Regions from separate parts of the Podarcis muralis genome. Here region 1 is linked to region 2. The links are chromatin contacts, called in public Hi-C maps. All regions are on one chromosome and are shown on one strand. Each heading gives the region's core, a stretch centred on a gene start, on an enhancer-like site or on the middle of the called end of the contact. The rest is flanking DNA. Distances are from core to core; before and after follow the strand shown.

The links. Hi-C and Micro-C count contacts between places; a contact is called where the count stands out from the background.
Region 1: a contact with region 2 is called in a Hi-C map of blood, with 6 times the contacts expected there. The contact joins the promoter of ARMC1 here to the promoter of COPS5 in region 2. A contact is called at or near these places in 2 of 3 Hi-C or Micro-C datasets (blood and tail).

Annotation. Positions count from the first base shown.
Region 1 is chr8:34,865,537-34,871,728 of rPodMur119.hap1.1, reverse strand. It overlaps ARMC1 (armadillo repeat containing 1), which reads right to left and starts at 3,563. Exons shown (of 7, transcript XM_028736838.2): 1 at 3,287-3,563; 2 at 346-542. The coding sequence starts at 519. MTFR1 (mitochondrial fission regulator 1) reads left to right here and starts at 5,807. Exons shown (of 8, transcript XM_028736836.2): 1 at 5,807-6,001.
Region 2 is chr8:34,382,377-34,387,971 of rPodMur119.hap1.1, reverse strand. COPS5 (COP9 signalosome subunit 5) reads right to left here and starts at 1,324. Exons shown (of 8, transcript XM_028736797.2): 1 at 1,040-1,324. The coding sequence starts at 1,191. The region is part of intron 1 of CSPP1 (centrosome and spindle pole associated protein 1); the gene reads left to right.

The DNA of each region.
Region 1 (6,192 bases), core at 2,314-4,813, 480 kb before region 2:
TTAAAGAAATCTTCCACTTCAATTCCATAGTTTCTCAGAATGTACCAGAGTGACAACAGCATAAACTGCATTTCAGTTTTCTGCATCTGAGATTGTCACGTTTAGGTGATCCTCTCTGGCTAAGAATCTGTGCTATTACAATACATCTTTTCTTCTTCAGTAAAATTTTCTAAGATGTTTTGTTTTAAGATATTTTATGGAAACACACTGATATAAAATATGCTTGCAAAAGCCAGTGAGTGATTATTTAATATTAAATCCTGAAATTTAGAGTGCCAATCACATAGTCATGCTATAGAATGCATAGGAAAAAAGTTGCACAATTAGGAAACAGATGATACTTACCAGTAGGGCTGAATGGACAACTGGGGGATTGGGATGATCCAAAAATAAAATAAGGCCTGGTAGACATCCCTGATCCTGGACAATTGCTCTTCTGTTTAGGGGATCAGCTGCAAGGTCCCTCAGCTGATTAACTACAGATAACGCATCAGGCTCTTCGCTCATGCTGCTGTTCATTTTTGCTTGTCATACATAAAATTCTGCTGGAAAAGAAATGTTATTAGAAATATTGTGGAGTTAATGGCCACTGTCATTAGCTTGGTGTGGTTCAAATTATATTTCCTTAAGTAATTCTTTAGGAGTCTTTAGAAGACTACATGTAGACACTAGTCAGCACATGCTGCTCAGATCACTATTCAAAATTCAACAAAAAAGCAAACCTAAGACACAGTATGTATTGTTTTAAATTTCAATGCACTCAAAGTTCCCATTTCCTTCCACCAAAATCAGACAGCAAGTCAAAGAATCTAATACATAGCGCATCTTATCACTATTTCAGCTATCAACATCAGAAGTTAGCCATTCACTCAGTAATAGAATAATTATTGCTGGGCAAGAATTATTCCTAATCCACAGTTATCACCATCTTGTACATATAAAGATATGTAAAGCTTGACAAAGCTCAACCCTTTGGCCCATCCCACTATGCAAGGACTCCCAGCTTTACCCCAAAAGCAAGTAAATGGGATAGGTGGGTGAAATAATCACTAAAGCATTTGCATTTCACCTTCACTTACACACAAAGCACAAAAACATAGTGAGAATTGTCCCCAAGTTTTTAATATTGTGAAGGCTTCAGTCAGAATCCAAAATGCTATTTTAGATATAACAAGGGCTTCCATGCATTGTGAACATAACATTTCATATACAGCTTTCAAAAGTGCCTAAAGGGACTATTATACAGTAAACAGAACAGAATTCTCTTGGGTAAGCAAATGAAGGCATGTGGTTGTTCAGGTCTTGACCAGTGCCCAAAGAGCTTCACGCAGCTTATGTATTTATCAGTTGCAATGCTGGATGGAATATGAAGGTATACAATCTCCATAAGGATCTAATTTCCAAAATTGTGCATTGGAATTATCATCTGAATAAAGGAAGCATGGCATGAGTAGTGGAAAGTTAACCTTCTCAACTGCTGCATGCCACCACCCCTGGCAAGACAAAACACAAAGCACTGCCGAAACCTAAATTCAATAACTAGATTATTATAATAGCAATTTTCAAACTTTGCTCCTGAGAATCCTCATATGCTTATCATAGGTTCATCAATTGAAAGAGCCATGATGACAGTCAAGGGATTGAATCCAACCAAGTCATACTCAGAGTAAACCCACTGAAACAGACTTGTTAATGATATCCAATTATTTGAATGAGTCTACTCTAAGTATGGCTAATGTTGACAACAACCCAAGCTTCCTAGACAGACAGCTTGCCTATTTCTCCCTGCATAGTATGAAGACATTGTTGAGTATAATCCAGGGTGCACTCACAGCTCACATGCAGCAACAATGAGGACCAATATGGCCGGTGTTCTCTATGAAATGTCTGTTCACCTTGGTAAACATGGTCCAGAATATTCTGAATGCACAAAGTTCTTGAGTGTTGACACCCTCAAGATCTGCAGCAGACAAAGCAATGCAGAAAGGGCTCATTGAAGGTGGAATTTGAAAACCACTGAGCTAAAAATATGAGCTAACTCCACCATGAATAAACTATTGAGAAATTAAACTGGTCTGGAAATCAGGGTATTTGTTTCCATGAAGCTAACTTCAAAAGCTGTGCTTAGGATCAACCCTAAATACTGTATGTGGCTTTTACTGAAATTGATGGTCCTTAGGGCCAGACAAATATTTGTGCTATTTACTGATTCAGAATTACACAAATATCACCAAAGAAACTTTATACAGCTTCTGACCACAACCTGAGCCAGAGACTGACAACATGCTCATATTAAGAATTATATGTGATTAAATAAAACAAATATGCCTAATCTATTTCACTGTTGTTGTTTTTTACTTATTTCAGTGCACAGCACAATCCTATATGCATGTTTATTCATAAATCCCACTCTGCCAGTAGGGCTTGCTCCCTGGTAAGCATGCACAAGTTCATACTCAAACTCTGCCAGGTGTATGCATGCCTTCTTAGAAGTCCTACTTGTTTCAATAGGACTTTCTTGCAAGCATATGCACAGTCTGATAAAAAAAAATCAAGACCCAAAGAAATCACTTTTGTTTCTCTTTTGAAAAACAAAAGCAACTCACCATATAGCACTGTGGCTATATTCAAACACCAAGTCTTAGATGCTTCAGCAAGCCTTTTCTAAAATGAAACAACCGTTAACCAAATAGTTAACCAAAAGTAAATCTAGCTCACTGCGATGGAACTTATTCCCAGATGTGGACATCCAAGGTGCTATGTTGGTCATTTGTACTATTTCACGTACTGGTTTGTATCGCAAAAATATCAGAAGTTCAGTACACAAGGGATTGCTACCTTACGCGCCAGCGCTTAAACCTCCTCCCCATTCCCTAGGGCCAGATAACTGAAATCAGCTTCTGCTGCAGTCATATCCCGTTACCTGGGAGGGCTGCCCATGGAACCCAATGGAATTTCTATCTGAGTCTCCACACAGTACCACACTTTAGGCTAGCAGGGACAAAGCCCCACTAAACGAAATTGGGCTTAATTCAGAGTAAACATACATAAGCTGATCCTGTGAGAGAAAGGCAGCCATTAGAAATCCCTGATGTTTTGGTGATTTAAAATAAGAGCTTGTGGTTGGGGTGGGAAGAGGTCAGGGGACTCTATGTTACCCTGCCCGGGGTCACTCTCCTTGGTCTGGCTTTCCCTGCCTTCAGGGGCCCAACAGCCCTTAACCCTCACCAGCCGCCTCCTCCCCACCGACTCCCCACTCCGAAGGTCCCCCATTCCCCGCCCTCACTTTCATAGGATGCGAAAGGGGAGGCGCTTTCTTGCTCCCGCCCCGCCAGAAGAAGGAACGGTCCAGGTCACGTATCTGCTGCCGCGGAGGCCGCCCTCGTGCGAAAGGAGGCCGGGCGGGGAGAAGGCGCTTTGCACCCCGGGGCGCCCGGCCAGAGGTCAGCAGGATTGGAACCTTCTACCCCCGGAGACAACATTCACCCAGCCAGGCGGGCGCTCACAGGTCTCCGGCACCTCGGCGATCCGGGGGACCCCATTGGCTGCAGCCGAAAGCACCTCCTGGCCAGTCGCGGCTCGCCTTGTTACGCGCGTCTCTAATTGGTGAAATGCGGCTGGCTGGACTTCCGCGGCATTGTGGGTTGGAGCCGGTGAGGCTTTTTTTTTTTTTTAAGGTGGACCTAAGAAACTACAAGTCCCAGGGAGACCATTCTCGGCGCCGTGAGCTTTCGCTGTCACGCGAGAGTATGGCGCGAGCGGAGTTGTAGGCGAAAAGGATAAACAGGGCGATTGTGTGAGCGCTTATGGGAAGCGAGTCCCGCTCCTGTTCAGCGGGATTTATTTGTGGGTGTTTCCACGGGGGTTTGCTACCGCAGGTTGAAAAGGAAGTGTTGCAGCGCAGTCCCGTGTATGTATATTCTGAAGTAAGCCCCGCTGCGTTGAATGGCTCTTCATCTCTAGTTTGGGAATGCAGGCAGCCTTATTAGCCAGTTCTACTCAGGAGTAAGTCGTATTGAATTGAATGGGGCTTACTCCTGGGCATGTGGGGCTTGGATAGCAGCCTTAATTTCCTCTTTCACCAGCATGCCGTGAGTCTGAAAAATAAACGAATTTTGGAGTACTTTATGAATAAAACCTTTTTTTCCACTCGTAAAAACCAAAAATATACATTAAAAAATGGAGCGTGGGGTGACCCTGTTCGCTACCCTTAGCTCCCTGGAGTAACGGCAGGGTAAAACTTCAATAGATAAACAATTACAAATGGGATCTGCTCCACAGGAGTGTTCTTAGGTTAGAGCAGGAAGAATTGAGGGGTGGGAGGAGAAGGCTCTGAAGTTTCCCCCTGCTGTACTATACAGTACATATAGCAATAGAGGGCTCCTAGCTCCTAACGTGGGTCCCTATATGAAATAAGAGGGGAGGTATCCAGTTCTGGAGAGTGGGAAAGAAAAATGGTATTGTCTTGAAACACCCCTTAAATTATTCCGGGGAGAGCAAGTCAATTCCCTCTCTTCCCCTGCTTTCCATCTTCCTTATTTTCAAACTGACAACATAAACAGCATTCCATTCTATCAGCTATCTTAACTGATAGAAATCAGGCAGACTTCCTAAGTCTTGAGTTTTTTTGCCATAAGACTTTAACAAATCAGTCAGGACCAGGGGGCGTTGTGGCAAAGCTGTTGCCACCCTGTTGGACTCCATCTAAAGTTGGACCACATCAAAGGAAGACTATGCGGTGTCTTGACTAGGATGCATTCTTCTGTATCAACATGCATTTTATCAATTTCCGTACTTATAAGACGTTTTATCAGTGGTATTTAACTCCCCATAAATTTATTGAGAAATGGGCTTTTTCTTGATGTATTGAAATAGGAAGTATAATGACAACACAGCCATACGTTGTTTTCAGTTTACTGTAAAGTTTTTAGTTGGGAATTTTCGTTACTGTACTGTATTGCAAAGTTATTGCTTACTGCAAACACACTGCAATCTTTAAAAATACAAATAATAGTAATAAAATACATTTTAAAAAGGAGGTAGATACCTGAATAGCTCAGTTGGTTACATCATGGTGCTGATAATGCCAAGGTTGCAGGTTTGATCCCCATATGGGACAGCTGCATATTCCTGCATTGCAGTGGGTTAGACACTAGATGATCCTCTGGCTCTCTTCCAACTCAACAATTCTACGATCTAAGCTTTAACTCTGTAAGTAGAGTGCAGTCTTTTGGGAGTTGGCCACCCCTGGTATAGGATAAGAACCCAAGCCTAAACATACTTGGGAGTAAGCCTCATCAAAGTACAGTAGTAGGAACTTAGGAAGCTGTCTTATACCTTAGACTTAGGCATGTTTAGGCTGCTCACAAGGCAGCTTACAAGGCATAAAATGCAATACAAATATATAATATAAAATCTAAACAACTACGTATTTAAAACAAACGCTTGACAGCGTATCAAGCCATATTATTGCACAGGGCTACTGCAGTCCTCAAATAATTTTTAATTTGCATATTGCAGCCCTTTTGATAACGACAGTACCGATAAAAGCGAGTTGCGAAATGCTACCGTCGTAGCGGACAGGGACCTAGTCCGGACGAGAAAAGAAACAACAGTTGTACAGCTTTACTACGCTCTGCTAAGTAATCATTGGCTGTTGTACCGAGCGCTCCGCATCGGCAGATGGCGCTCTCGCGCGATCCTTCAGTACTGTTCACGCGAAGAGCAAGAATTTCCCAGCGTGTCCGTAAACCAAGTCACCCGTCTTCTTTTCCGTCTCGATGGTAGACTAACGTCTTGTGACCCGGATAAGGCGGGAGCTGAAGCCTCACCTCCCGCAACGGCAAACGATGATTGGCCAAGAGCTGTAGCCGGTGCAGCTGGAGGATTGGTTGTTGAAGGAGACGGGCGGGGGAGAGATGAGCGTGTGTGGGAATGAACTGCCGGGACTTGGCGGCTGCTGAGGTGACTGAGAAAGGAGTATTACCGGCAGGGCGAGGCGGTGAGTCTGAGCGGCGAGGGCGGCGCCCTCTCCGTTCGTGCTGCGGTCCCGGGGTCCGCTGCTGCGGTTTTAGCCCTTCGCGCGGCGCTTGGTACGGGAGGGGCTTTTGAACCGGCTTCGGAGGGGGCTGAGGGAGAAGTTGGCCGTCCGGACTTGAGGATGCCCACACAGGCGCCTGAGGGGAACCGCCA
Region 2 (5,595 bases), core at 75-2,574:
GGTCCTTCTTCAGGAGGTGCATATGGTAGCTACTGACAAAAAGGTGTTTTCATTTATGGTAGCCTGGCTATAAAATGCTCTCTCCAAAGAGGCTCACCACATGCCTAATCTGATGTCATTTCAGTAAAATCTTTTCATTGTTCCAGGCCTTTAAATCTGTTCCTGCTACAAAAAAACATTATCACTAGAGCTATGGATTTTTAATGATATATATTTTATAGATTTATTATGCATATTTTAATCGCCTTTATATTTGTTGTATGGCACCCAGAGAACATGGTTATAGGGTGGCAAATAAATATTTCAAACTAATAAAATAGATCCAGATTTCAAAAGAACAAAATGTTTCTCTCTTAATGTAACAAGCAACCTATGTTGTACAGCAGTAAATTGTGTGGATGTGAGAAACCCAGGTACATAATCCTGCTTCAATTAAGACAGAATGACTGACCCCTCACACATTTGGGAATAGCTAGAAAATTGTGAGAAGGGGGAGTTCCAGAAGTGTGTGGGTTACTTATTTTCTCCCAGAAGAGGCCTTTGACTTCTCAGCATACAACATTTTAAGACGTTTCATTTGCTAGTAACATTTGTTCTTGGGAGGCTGCTTGTTTTTCCATTTCATAACCCCCCCCCCCCGCCTTGCCTTCACTCAGTGTCAAAATGAAGGAGTCATGGCGTGTCTGTGTGTTGATATGGGGCATTCACCCATCATTTCTACTTTCCTTGGATTTAACTTTGACTCCCCGCCTTCCCTCGTTCACCCCATCTTTACAAACGACTGTCAAGACTTGTTACTTTTTCTTCTCTTAAGACCTCCAAGAGGCAATCTTTCTTACCTGCACCTGTCCAGAGTTTTGCATTTTGATCTTTCCTCTTACTCACCTCTACCTCTTCTTGTCAAGTCCTACATGAGAGGTAATATCTAGGGCAGGTGCATCATCACAGCCCCTCGCCCTTCCTCTCCCGGGACCAAACAGCACCGGGGTCCGGGCCGAGTCCTTTGATCCTCCCCCGCTTTGCCCACCCGCTCACTTACTCCTTGGTCCACGGCTTCGCCGCCAGGATCTCCTGCTGCTGCTTGCGGTCGTACTTATAGATCTCATCGATGCTCTGCGCCTCCTGCATGTTGTTGGCCATCTCCCACGTCTTCTGGGCCATCCCGCTCCCGGAAGGGCCGGCCGCTGCCATCTCACCGGGTTCCTCAGGCCGAGCCGAGCCGGGCCCTGCTAGCCGATGATAGACCCTCCGGGCAGTCGAGCCTCCCGGCCTGCTTGCCGCAACAGAGCGAAGCAAGCGCGGCGGAAGTGGGTGTAGGCGCTGGGCAAGCGGGCTGGGCGGGGATAGAGAGTCCCCCGCGAATGGTTCCGCCCGCTCCGCGACGCCTCGAGCTGGCTCGCCCGCCCCCTAGCGAGAAACGGTGGAATTAGCCTCCCGCGCGGAGAACGGCCATCCCAGTCTTTTCGCAGGGACGGGGTTGCCCATCGAGGAGAGGCGTCGTGGCACGAGCCCTCCTGCGAGTCAGTCATTAACCCGCTCTGCCCCGAAATAATTATTCCCACCCCACGTCTGAATTCCAGGAAAGAAAAAATTATATCCACGTCTTCCCTGCCATCGCAAAGCCCGCCTTTTATTTGTGAGGGCAAACTACTCCACATTTTAAAGTGAGTTTCTGGTATCTAAAAAACATGACATCCCAATGGCGCATTATGGGGTATGCCTTCCCGCTTATAGCTTTCACCTCTGAAATTTAAAACCAGAGGCTGGGCTGCCACCTGTCAGGGGAGCAGGAGTCCCCTCCTGCATTGTGGGTTCTGCGTTGAGCACTACGTGACACCCGAGATCCCTTTCAACTCTTAAAATTCTATTCTATGAAACGTTCCCTGTTAATCTATTCTATTGAGCTTTGTTTTGAAAGAACATATAAGAACGCATCGAAGGAAGCCGGAATAATATTTGTAAACAATCCCCTTCTCTGCTCCACCATAATCAATGCATTTTCATCTGTTGAGGCACTCCTCATATTCTGCATCACCGTGTTGTTCTTGACTCTGTGTACACACCATACTTTTAAGACTGTGCACGCACTATACGTACCTTTTTTTAAGTACTGTACATTTATCCCTCGCTTACAATTCCCAGCAACCCTTAACAAACTACAGTGCCCAGAATTCTCTGAGGGAATAATATAGGGCATAGGGGCGTGTTCTTTAACTCTTATTTGCTTAGAAACAGAGCTTCTAGATTTTCCCCTAATATAGTCAAGTGCAGAGAGAGTGTGTTCTTATCTATCTCTATATTGAGGAGAGATCTGGCCATTCAAGAAAGTGAAAGAACATCACGCCTATATTCCAGGGTGCGGAATACAAACACCTCCGTTTCCAACAACATTGCCTAGCTAGCCTTTGATTGTGCCGTTTGCACTCGCCCCGCGACGAAGTGATAGCAAAAAAAAAAAAAAAAAAGCATGTTTCTCCGAGCATGCACAGAGCGCCTGCCCTTCGCTGCTGTGCAACCACGCGCAACTCTCAAAACACCTGATGTTAAAAGGATTTAAAGGAGGCACTTTAAAGGAGTGCTAAAGGAGTAGCACTTAGCACCTTTCCTTTCCAGGAGACAAAACCCCCTTAAGGCGCTGTTCTACTCAGCTACAGGTTTTAGGCCGGGTTTCCACTTGGCGACAAGCACCAGAGGGAGCTGTTCGTGCGCGGCAGCCCCGTCCCCTCTCCGGCCGTTAGGCTGGCTCCTCCCCGAGAAGGCGGAGGGCTGGAGCGACTTCGGCGGAGCGGCGAGGCGAGGCGACGGGAGGCGCTGCCGTAGCAGCTGTTTGACAACCCGCCGGCGGCTGGGCCTCTCCGGAGAGAGAGGTGCGTTTCGGGCGGGTTCCGAGCGGCTGCAGCTCCAAAGACCTCGGACGAGAGAGAGAGGCGCGCACCCGTCCGGTAACTTGGGTCGCTCTCTGGAGAGGGTTGGGAAGTGCGCGCAAAGAAGAGCGCATCCCACTTCCCCGGGGGTGGAATATTCGCCCTAAGTAGACGAGGGTGAGGAAGGGGCGTCTTGGCGCGCGCGGGGTGCTGAGGGAAGTCCCCGCATGCATCCTTTAAGAGTTTGGGGGGGAGTTTGGGGCTCTCCTCGAGGGGCTTCGCTCGGGTAGGGGGGAGTTTTTGTGCGCGCAAAATCCTCTTTTTTTTGGGTGGGGGGGAATGTTGCACCTTGAAGTCTTATTCCTCGGACTGGGAGTTGTGCCTTTCTGTAGAGGAGCGCAGACTGCGCGGGTCCAGGAGTGCGGAGAGGCCCCGGTTTTTGTTGTAATCTGGTTGCCTAACAACGCCGTATAGCTTCTTAAAGAGACCGACGCCCTGGGCAGGCGCGGAAGCAACAGTTGCTCTTCTCTTCCGAGCCCACCCTTTCTTTCCTCAACCTCCCCTATTCTGTGACTCCCTTTGTTGATGCCTGGAGATAGGGAAGGTTTCTGCTCTCGGGTATCTGTGGCGCCTTAACCATTTCGCATGGATGTGAAGAAGGGCTTCAAAGACGAAAATATGTAAAGTTACCAGCCCATGAATGAACAGCATCTGTTCAAGGGACTCTTCTTATGGACGGTCAAGACAGTTTTGTCATAAGCGTCTAGCTTTATGAATACCTCCCAAAATACATACAATGTGATTGTAAGTATGTTTACTCAGAAGCAAATGCGGCCGAGTGCAGTGGTACTTACTAATAAGTGTACAAGGGATTGTAACTTTAGTATTAAGGAATGGCTAGTGGTAGTGTGAAACGTTTCGAAAGCATTAAAGCCAACAAATAATATATCTGAAGGCCAGTGATCATTTCCACCATTTAGTGAATAGAAGTCTGTTTCATTTACAAACTGGTTTGCTAGTGAATCTGTTAGTCAGACTATTGCATATAGATTTCTTCAAGGAGTGGTTTTGAGGCAATCTCGGTTCATTGTTATGGGCTGCAATAAATAGCTGTGAAAGGTGGCTTCTTGGCCTTAGTAACAAATAGAGGTTTTTACCAAGTAAAAGTTGAGGTTGGGAATGCATTTCCAATATATTCAGCACCAGTCTAGAAACAGGTGGGCCACTTGTTGAGTGTGCAGTGCAGGCTTTATAAATTTTGCTGCAGAGGGCAAAAGACTGCACTGCTGCTGCCTCAGTTGAATTCAGTAGGGCTGACTTATGAACTGCCATGATTAAAATTGCAGTTCTCTTACTAACCCTTATTTACCTGGAAGTAAGCCCCATTGAATGCTTGCTTCTGAGTAGACATGACTCAGGGCAGAATGATATTTGCTGCCACCTGGGGCATATCCTCTAGCTCCAGCACTGCAGGTGTGTTAAATAACACTGGCATAGTTGGATCATTATCTTCTGAAGCCACAGCTCCCTCTTTTTGTGATATCACTGCCAAAGCAATGGTCTGGTAAATGAGGCTTTCCCTGTGGTGACATTGGTGGAACTAACTGTAGAAATCTCTTAAAGGATATCTGATTCCCACTCTCATTGACCATGCAGGCTGCTCTTTCAGTGACCTGACTGGACTGGTGAAAAAGCAGGTTGACCTTTTGTCACTAGCATGGCTTATTTAGTGCATTTTTACTCTGCTGTTCAGCCAAAAAGGCTTCCAGAGTAGCTTACATATTATCAATAAAAAATAAGTTTTGTAATCTAAAATACATGACACAAAATGAAAAAAGGATGGGGAGGAAAGAGGTGGGTAAAGCAAACTCAGACACCAAAGTTAAATAGCAGTTTTTATAGTGACCAGCTGGAATGAAAACAGTTCCAGGATTGAGGAGCCTGACAGAACTGACCTTTCAGTAGAATGCTGATGGATTGGCCCTGCTTGACAACTGCTGCAACCTATTGGAGTGGTTTCTCTTTGGCGATCACCTCCACCTTGTTGTCGAGTCTGGTTTACATTAGGCAGGTGGTTGGTGAAGTTCAAGGGTAGATATTCAACTGGCACTGATGCTGAACAACTGAGCAGCAGGGGTTCTGTTCAAAGAACCTGACAGTGTTTGTGGCGATGAAAAGCTCTGCTGTTGCCATTTTTGTAACAGTACCATCTGGCAAGGCATTTCTGGTAAATCCAGGCCATCTCTGTTTGAAGGTCAAGTTCTCTCTGTGGTTCAATATTACTTGCTTGCCATATACCAAACTTTGACAACAATGCTGCAGTTTCCAATACGTATAACCATCATACTGCTGCAGGGAGGCAGGAGAGGAGTTCTGAGGTTTTGTTGTAGAATCTTTTCCCACTGGGGGCTTTCAAGGGATACTGCTCATGAGGAAACGCTTATGCTACGCTTTAGCCAAACTTCTTCCTTTGCAGGGATTACAATTATTCTGTGAACCGCCCTGAGACCCCCAGGTATAGGGCGGTATATAATTAAATAAATAATAATAACTTGGTGTGAATACTAGGACCAAACTATAAGATTGGCTTTATGTATTGTCTGATGCTAATTGGCACTGAGATCTCAAACGGCTGCTTGGCTTGTGAGGGGAGAATAACTGAATTTTTTTTCTCTCACTGATAAATTGGTAAACTTATGCTTACTTATTTACTGCATTTTTATACTGCACA